3 separate regions of the Capsicum annuum genome follow, and all the other regions are linked to region 1. A link is a contact called in public Hi-C data. All regions are on one chromosome and are shown on one strand. Each heading gives the region's core, a stretch centred on a gene start, on an enhancer-like site or on the middle of the called end of the contact. The rest is flanking DNA. Distances are from core to core; before and after follow the strand shown.

What was found. A called contact is a pair of places that touch in the nucleus more often than the background predicts.
Region 2: a Hi-C map of leaf shows a contact between it and region 1, with 3 times the contacts expected there. The contact joins two enhancer-like sites. A contact is called at or near these places in 5 of 5 Hi-C or Micro-C datasets (bud, leaf, pericarp and 1 more).
Region 3: a Hi-C map of leaf shows a contact between it and region 1, with 2.6 times the contacts expected there. The contact joins two enhancer-like sites. A contact is called at or near these places in 4 of 5 Hi-C or Micro-C datasets (bud, leaf and placenta).

The regions. Positions count from the first base shown.
Region 1 is chr2:83,110,916-83,114,001 of UCD10Xv1.1, reverse strand. No RefSeq gene overlaps it. Among protein-coding and RNA genes, the nearest start is that of LOC107858668, 9.6 kb to the left of the region's middle. Within about 2 kb of position 1,536, at least 5 of the 5 cell types and tissues checked have an H3K27ac peak or open chromatin away from gene starts, as enhancers often do. A contact at or near this core is called in bud and leaf, where this site is marked.
Region 2 is chr2:83,204,229-83,207,333 of UCD10Xv1.1, reverse strand. It overlaps LOC107858665 (cell division cycle protein 27 homolog B), which reads right to left. Exons shown (of 15, transcript XM_016703422.2): 12 at 2,680-2,799; 13 at 2,321-2,540; 14 at 1,951-2,232; 15 at 1,371-1,685. The coding sequence ends at 1,635. Among protein-coding and RNA genes, the nearest start is that of LOC107858665, 19 kb to the right of the region's middle. Within about 2 kb of position 1,358, at least 4 of the 5 cell types and tissues checked have an H3K27ac peak or open chromatin away from gene starts, as enhancers often do. A contact at or near this core is called in bud and leaf, where this site is marked.
Region 3 is chr2:82,996,541-82,999,649 of UCD10Xv1.1, reverse strand. No RefSeq gene overlaps it. Among protein-coding and RNA genes, the nearest start is that of LOC107858668, 120 kb to the left of the region's middle. Within about 2 kb of position 1,304, at least 3 of the 5 cell types and tissues checked have an H3K27ac peak or open chromatin away from gene starts, as enhancers often do. A contact at or near this core is called in leaf, where this site is marked.

The DNA of each region.
Region 1 (3,086 bases), core at 287-2,786:
AGACTAATTAAGGAACGATTTTTTAAAGGAATCAACCTTCCTTTTGATTTACTGCTATTATGCAAACACTTCAACAAGCATATAACGATCTCAAGCCAAATCCTTAATTCTACCTTAGAGCTAGAAGTTTATAAGAAAACCTTTCCATTCTAGCGTGGAAGCTGAAAACTCCGATCAAGTTCACAAACCATTCAAGACACGCCAACCAATGGATGTCATATTCAATTATTCAAGCAAAAAATTACAAAATTTTGTGATGGACAACCAAGAATCTGTAAAGTTTTGAGCTTTCTGAGATAATTTTCAAACAAAATTAAGGCTGCCAGAACCTTGTGAACACACAAATAAAACAGGGTCACATCTGAGTCACTATCACCATGTTGAAAGTATCACACAAATAAAACAGGGTCACATCTGAGTCACTATTACCATGTTGAAAGTATCAGAACCGTCGCACTAACCTCAAAACAGACCACTGAACATGAATCAAAAAGAAGAAAAAAAACTTTTAGTTTTTATAGAGCTTATTCGGGCTGATTCACATTCACAAACAGTTTATAAGCATACCACTAAATATATATGAAACCAACTGGTGCAATAGATGTCAGCTTCGAGTTCACCTTTAAAGACACGAAACAAAACACCCATTTATTTGATAAAAAAAAAAACTGTATAGGTTTATTCAAGAGAAATCGCAACTAAAATATTTAACAAATACATAATCTAAAGTGAGGGAACGACCAACAATTTTTCATTTCATGCTTATATATAGAATCAACCAGTAAATTCAAACGATCAACGAATCATAAAAATCAAATATAATATAATTAGACGATATAGAATTTACATTGTGTGGGGCGGCGAACTAGAGCGTTCACGTTGGCGATTCGAACTTGAACTTGAACTTCGTATGCAAATGATGTAAAGCAACAAGAGTAAGGAAAGTGTAAAAAACTGTAAATAGATAAAACCGAGTGAAAAAGTATGGTAGGCTCAAGAAATTCCCCAATTTGCTACCACTTCCACCATATCCTAAAGGTGAAAAAGAGCCCCCTTTTATAGGCAAAAATGGAACGGTTATTTGGAGGAGCCTGAGAATTTGAAATTTGAATTTTAAAAAGTGATAGTTTGGTGAAGGAAAATCACCTTTTCAGAAGGAATTTGAAAGATTGTGACTTGGTTGAATTTTGATATAAACGATTTGAGTTCTTCAAATGGAGCTATTCCTATTACCCACCGAACTGAAGGAATAGAAGGGCTATTAGCTACTGAATTCTCACACTCCTTCCTTCATAAGGTTAAATTGACCTCTTGGAGAGTTTGACAACTCACTTCCACAAAAGAAAAGTTGAAAAGATATGAATGAAAAGTGATGATGGTGATGGAAAGACAGAGATAAAAGAAGAGAAGAGAGGTGGTGACCACCAGAATTTGCCATTATTCGGTGGTCTAATCGTTGGTCGGCAGTCAAAGGAGGGTAGCCATGGATAGACGGTAAATTTAGTTGTGTTGGAACGATGGAAAAAGGGGGAAAAGGTATCAGGTTAGATATTAGTTATTGGGTCGGGTCAAGGGATGATTGGGCCTAAATTTGGCTGGAACTGAGGTGGGCTAAAATTGGATTAGTGGGTTGTAAATTTCAAGCACTGAGTGTTCACAAATTCATCTAAAGTCCTTGTCAAATTTGACACTTTAATTAAGAGAAAATTATCCCCTATAGTATTAGATCTAAAATAATAAATTTTAGCAATACTTTTAGATAATTGCATTAATAGTAATTTAGTTACAAATTATAGTAACTTATTAAAAGATATATTATTTTAATTGTAATTAAAATATGTATTATTTTAATTGTATTTTCAAAATTTATTTTTAATTATATAATTTAAAATCAATTTCATATTTATAGGGTTGTAATCAATATTCCCCTTAAATTGTGTATTGATAATTATGGTAAATATATATTCTCTCTCTCTATTCTAATACTCAACCTTTCAAAAATTTATTGAAAATCTGATTCCATTAACTTACTCATAGAATATTCATATTCTTCCCTTGAAAATACAAGATTGAAAAAAAGTGGGTTTCATATAATATTCATCTTTTTCATTGAAAAAAGTGGGTTTAAGATAATATTCATCTTCTTTTCGAAAAACATAAAATTGATATATTTATTTTTTTCATTCTCCATTGTGAATCATGTCTAAACCAAAATTCGATTCTACTCCTTCGCGTAGAAGTCCTAGAATATTCAACCAACGATTTGTTCCATTGTGAATCATTATTCAACCAACGATTGTTCTCCTTCATAAGAAATTCTCTTTCTTCTATTTTTCTTTTGTTCTTTAAAAATAATATGATATAAGGAGTATTGTTAATTTCTTTATTAAATACTCATTGTATATAACAATAAAAGATATGTCAATGGATATTAGAGAAAAATATTGAACGATCAGTTTGTGTTGGTAACAATATAAATAAGGATTTAAATATAGATTGTAACTTTCGTAAGAATAATATAGTGGAAATTATCTTTTATATATATACTTATTAAACTGTTTTGTTTATCAATTTTGTATAAAATCAGTATGAAATAAGTATAATGATTGCAGAAATTGGTATAAAAATCGACTTTCACTAAATATTATTTGTTATTATTTATTTTAGTGTATGAAATAAATATACAAACTTGTATTTTTTGAATTATTTCATGTATGAAACCAGTATAATATCAATATTACATTCAAGATTTATAAAATAGTTTCTTACATGTTATATTTATATGGAATGAGTATAATGTGATTGTGATATTAAATTAAGAAGATATACTTAAGATTATAAATTGAATGAAATCAGTTATAAAGTGTTTTCTTATATGTCACATTTGTATGACATAGATATATAAATTGATATTTATGGATTGTGATATTAAATTTAGGTGATACCAATTTATATACTCATTTCATACACTATGTGCTTCTCTCTTTGAATCAAGATTCTATCTCATCTACTTTTGTATTAAATTAAGATTTAATGAATACTGTCATCTTTCATACTGAAAAAAATAATCACAATTTGTAAAGAAA
Region 2 (3,105 bases), core at 109-2,608, 94 kb before region 1:
AATTAAAAGAAAAAACGTCGTTTTAACACAAAAAGCAAAACTTTGACAGTGTACAAATATGACATTTAACTATTCAAGACTGCACAAATATGACCTCTCCAAGTCAGTCCTTTTAACGACGTGGCACCGTGTGATTGGGTTACCTTTCCACGTAGGCGCGAATGAGACTCACGCATGGGGTTGCAAAATCGGAGGTCATATTTGTTCAGGTTTTGAATAGTTAAAGGTCTTATTTGTGCACTATCAAAGTTTAAGGTCAAAGTTATAATTTAGTGTCAAGTTTAGGCTCGTTTTTATGTATTAACTATTTTTAAAAGTACCTACCAATTCCTTTATTTTCGTTTCCTTCGGTGTTGTTTGATTTTCCTTTCTTCTCTTTCATATTATATTTGTTTCTTGTCACTTTGGAACAGCTGCTTTGTTTGTTTAGTTCACAAAGAGAATGTAAGTTTCCCTATCTGTAACAGAAAGAAGCGAATTAAACCGACGTGCCAACACATACATGGATTGACAATGGTAGCATGTATATATTAACCGAAGCATGTTGCAAAGAGAACCAAGATACAATGTTGGAATTTTATCTTTAAAAGTTCTAACATACATAGCTTGTACAGTAGCTAGAATTTTATACGTAGGAAAATGTCTAGTGTACCAAAGTTTCACTTGTAAAAGCTTTGAAACATGTAGGAGTTATTCCATGTTTAGCTAGGAATAATTTTTGTCCAAAACTTCTTTTTTCATGTCGAAAGGCTTAAATACTAATAGCTTTTAAGACCAACGTACCACCGAATTGCTGCTCTATATTAATTTCTTAAGTAATTTTATGAGAGCAAAAGGCTCCAACAGCTATCCCAGTGTGTTGCATAAGAACAACTCATATTATTGTACATAGATGTCTTTTCGTAATGGATGACCCTTGAAACCATAATCTGTTGATATACGGCATCGATCCAGATGATTGATAGAGAAAAGCCAAACATATCCCAAACTCACCGGCCGGCTGATGAAAATAGACCGACTACCGGAGATATTCATGTTACTTCGTCTGCACCGGTTTGTACATGAATGCATGAGTTATACCGCATACTCAGTAAATCATAGACCACTTCAAATCTTTGTTTTCAAGAGGGATAATCAACTCCGCAAATATCGATTGAAACTTGAACCTTTTTTTCTTTTAGTAAAGGCGGATTACGCCAAAAAATCTTTTTTTTTTTTCGAACAGTCTCAACGTCCTCGTTGAGAGTCGCTCTGCGAAACGTCATAAAACCCAACTAATAACGCTACACCCTCTTAAAACATTTCAAATTTATGTACGATGATACCAGTGATTATCGTCAGATCTGCGAAAAATTCCTGGTGGCTCCAAGTCAATCAAACACAAATGAAATTGGAGAAGATTAATGAGAAGTGTACGTTCACTAGAAGCCTCGTTTGGCAGGTGCAGTGCTACAGCTGTTCTGACAGGAAGTACTCAACTAACAACTCTACATTGGCACACAATGCCCTCTCAAGTGAGACAAACAATCCATAAAATCCTTCCAGAGCTGCCTGATCTACCTTCAAGTAGTTGTATCTTTCGAGCGGGATAATTTACAGCCTGATCTTCTCATTTCCCAGTTAATTCAGATATATTATAATTCATCTTCCATCTCATCTGGTACGTGCAATTTTTCGATGGCAGCCTGATAGAAAACGAGGAAACAGTGAACAGGTCAGAGATCAGCTAGTATAATTTGAATCAGTTTTGACATAAAATAGCCCCAAAGCATACTTGAGATTGCAGGACACGCGCATTAGCACAATGTAGAAACGAAGGGGTGAAGAACAAAAGAGTAAAAGGCCCAGAGAAGAAAAGAATCATCGTGCTCTAACTGGTTGAAAAAATTACCAGAAGCACATTTGATCATATATATACACACGTGCATGAGTGGGCAAATGGGCAATCACCTTAATGGTTGCAACATCAGTTGCAGATGGTTTTAAATCTAATGCTACTCCAAAATGAAGCATGGCTTTGTCGTACATATTACATCTCTTGTATATCCTACCCATCAAAGCATAGACACTGCTCTCACGAGGAGCATGCTCTTTAAGCTCCTCTAAGACATCTAAAGCAGCATCAAAACTTTCCATGCTCACAAGAATGTTAGCCTTCTGATACATTGGAAGAGGGTTTTTCTTGTCTGCTACGATAGCCAGCTCCATCACTTCCAGTGCCTCCTCATTTTTCTGTCCATCCGTAAGAGGCAGATTAGATTTAAATTAAGAACAACATCCTGTGTTTCAGCATAAAAATCATAACAGAAAACTACCACACCTTCAAAGCGTGTAATGAAGTGCCGAGATATGACATGATAACAGAAGAATATGGATTTATGCCCAAAGCCATTCGAAAGTGATGCTCTGAAAATTCAAACTTCTCCTGTCGGAGATAGATCATTCCAAGCCCATACCAGGCATTGTAATGCCTGGCATCCACACGAAGTGCACTTTGATAGCTCTTAATAGCATTTTCAAAATCTTCTAAAGCAACATATCTGAAAAATATAGACAGTGAGTCAAGCTTATAAAGAAATTAACGATCCACCTCTCTAGAATCAAAAGAATAGAAATGCCGGGTTCACGTTTTGCCAATAAAGAAGGGAATGCTTGAGAAAAGGAAGGAATGTGCCATACTCATGACCACAAAGCGTGTGCCCGTATGCAAATCTAGGATTTAGTTGTACAGCTCGTTGAAAGTTTCTAAGAGCAGTTTCATGGTCTTTCTGTAAACTATAGCGATTCCCCATAGCACACCTGCCATACCATGAATAAAATATTACCAACTATGTCATAATCAAGAGAACAGATGATACTGGTTTTTCTGTTTAGCTCCAACTACTATTTGCAACAGTGTTATGGATGCGTGGAAGTCAATTAATCAAGTATTTAATTATATTTTAAAGTAGCTTTCGTTATTATTAGAATAGGATTTATGTTTTATAGTTTCACAATGATTAGGGTTAGCTATAATTATTAGTTTAGAATAGGGTTCATGTTTCTTACTTCCATAAGAGTTCGGCTTCCTATGGTTGTAATAATACTCCTATTTAAAGGGGTTCT
Region 3 (3,109 bases), core at 55-2,554, 110 kb after region 1:
TCAAGTTGACGTGAATTTAAAACAAAACGTGTTTTTTAATTTTAAAACTGATATGGCCCCTCTTTTTTTAAAATATATATATATATAAATCCACCCCTTACCTCTCATCCCATCCGATCTTCATCTTCTTCATGCCCCCTCGCCCCCCTCCCCACCCCCCACCCCCATTTTCTTGTATTCCTTCTTACCATCCATCCCAATTTCTTTTCTCCTTCTTCTAACTCTCCATCTCCACTTCCATTATCTTCATTAATTTCTTCAAAAAGGAAAAATGTGTGTGAAAAGTTATAAATTTTAATGGGTTAAACTTTGTTGTTGAATTAATTTCTTGTCGAATTTGTGGTTGATGTTCAAATTGATTATTGGTGTTTTCTGATGATGATGTAAAGTTGTACTTGAATTTTGAGTTTGATTGGTATAAATTTTGCTAGTTTAATTTTGTATCCGTCATTGTTGAAGCTTGAAAAAACTTGAAAACAAAAAAAAAAATAAGTTCATTAAAATCATGATTGATATCTAAATTGATTATTAGAGTTTTCTAATGATGTTGTAAAGTTGTGCCTAAAATTTGAGTTTCTTCAATTGGTGGTTTGATGAAGGAATAATTGGTGTTTCTTGAATTGATTGTTTCTTGAATTGGTAATATGTTTTAAGTTTGAAAGGATAGAAAATGGAGGTGAGGGGAGAGGTGGGGTCATTTGAAGAAGATAGAAGGAGGGGGAGGAAGGGGGCTACGTTGTAGGGTAAGGGGCAGGGTGGGCGGGGTAGGTGGGGGTTGTGACGAAGAAAGAAAATTTGGGGGGGGTGGACGGTGTCTTTTTTATTTTATATATATATTTTTTTTATTTTTTTAAAAAAATATATGTAAAAATAAAGTGTGGGGATTAATTTTTTTTAGAAAAATCGAACTTTTTATGTGGCTTTGATATGACAGTGATGTGGCAGTGAATGTGATACACTCTTCCTCATGAGAGTGGTATTAAATATTAAGGGATGAAAAAATTTACTTTAAAAAATATTAAGGGGTAAATAAATGAAAATTAAATTTAAGTGTTAAAATGAGTTGAGAGAGCAAGTTTAAGGGACTTTTGATTTATTATCTCTTTTGAAAAAGCGTGAAGGATTAAACATTGTCCCGTACATATTTAGAAACTTTTTTGAACAAACATACAAGATCATTTTGTCATTTTCTCTGCGATATTTTTTCACCACTTCTTAATATATGGGTGAAAATCAATCTTGTTAAGCGAAGAGGAAGCAGGACTTGCTGCCTTCTTTTTTAGGGCTCTATAAGTGATAATTGGATATTCAACAATTTCATAATCACAATTGAGTCGCCCCATGCTATTCACAATAACTTCATAAATTTCTTGTCTCAAATAACTTACTGTCGATCCTTTTAATTAGCCTATTGCTTTCTTATTAATAGTTTGGTACTTGTGAATTTTCAGTGGTAGATTGAATTTCACCAAAAACGATTGATTTACTTATAAAGAGACTTAGAAAAAAGTGAGACCCAACTGAGTTTATCCTAGACAGGAGCCACCTACACGTAGTTAAAAATGAGTCAATAACTCAAATGGTCATTCAATTTTAGATTTTTATCCCAGAAAGTCACTCAACTTTAAATTTTTATTTCAGAAAGTCACTCAACTTTTATATTTTTACTTAGAAAGAAAAATGTGAAAGTTGAATGACTTTCTGAGTAAAAATATAAAAGTTGAATGACTTTCTTAGTAAAAATGTGAAAGTTGAGTGTTTCTGAGTAAAGATCAAAGTTGAGTGACTTTCTAGGATAAAAATCTAAAATTAAGTAACTTTCTGGAATAAAAGTTCAAAGTTAAGTGACCATTTAAATTATTAACTCAGTTAAAAATTAAGAGAGAATGATATCTTTTTTAAGAGAATCCATCAAGCAGGTTGCTTAAGCTTATCTTTTAACAAAAATATTTTTATTCAAGTTTAAAAGTTAGAAACTCCACAAATACAACCCCTCACCCTCCTAAAAATTGCAGGAAAGAAAGTTCCAGCTAAGGGTCATTTGCACGAATATCCCTATTCTGGGATTGCTTTAGTTTTTGCCACTCATTCAGCACTTCAAGTAATGAAGAAATGATCGAAAATACTCCTGATATCAAAAAAAATAAAAAATAAAAGTCATAAAACAGAAGTTTATATTTTTGCATCATTGTATAATGCAAGATATATTGTTCAAGGCAAAATAAGTTATGGTGCTTAATTTCTAAACAAATGTAATATTAATTTCTACAGAACAAATGTAATAGAGGCATAACTCTCGGTTCAAATTATTGTGTCTCAGGGGCGGCTCAAGCACATTGGTGGCCTAAGGCGAAAATTAAATCGAGGCCTTAAATTTTTAAGGAAAATTACTTTAGTTAATAAAGTCTATATTTTAAATTTTGAGATGCAAAGTTGTAAATATTATAGATAATTCTTTTTATTTTTTTCGTAAATATAACTAATGCATTTAATCTTTATAGAGACACACTTTAAATACATCAAAATTCTTCTAATAAATTTTTACTTTTATATAATAAATACTTTTTTCTACAAATAATATTTAATAATTTTTTAATAAAAACCTATAATCTATTATTGCTAAAAAAAATAAAAACAAACCTTGAGAGCCTTAGGCGGTTACCTTTTCTTTTATTAGGTAGAGCCGGCACTGTTGTGCCTTAAGAATTTCATAATCCATTAGTTATGCTTTATAGACATAACTTAATTCCTAGAGCAAAAGCAAAAGTTGTACTTAGTTTCAAAACCCACAAAATTGTGCCATAAGTTCTGTAAAGAGTTTTGCCTTGTGAATTAGATACTACATGACTTATGTCGGATAAAATAAATTTTTACCTTATGAAACTAGGTCATAATTGAGGATATTTTGGCGCACAAACTTTCATTAGGATTAAAGAAAAGTTACATCACAACACTAATTATCTTTTCATATTTACGTAATATCTCATATCTTTTAATTTATAACTATATCCATCTCATATTTTAAGTAATGTATCTTAGATAATAATGTATCTAAAGACAATATGTATTCATAGAAAATTAACTATGGATTTGAGATAGTATGTATCAT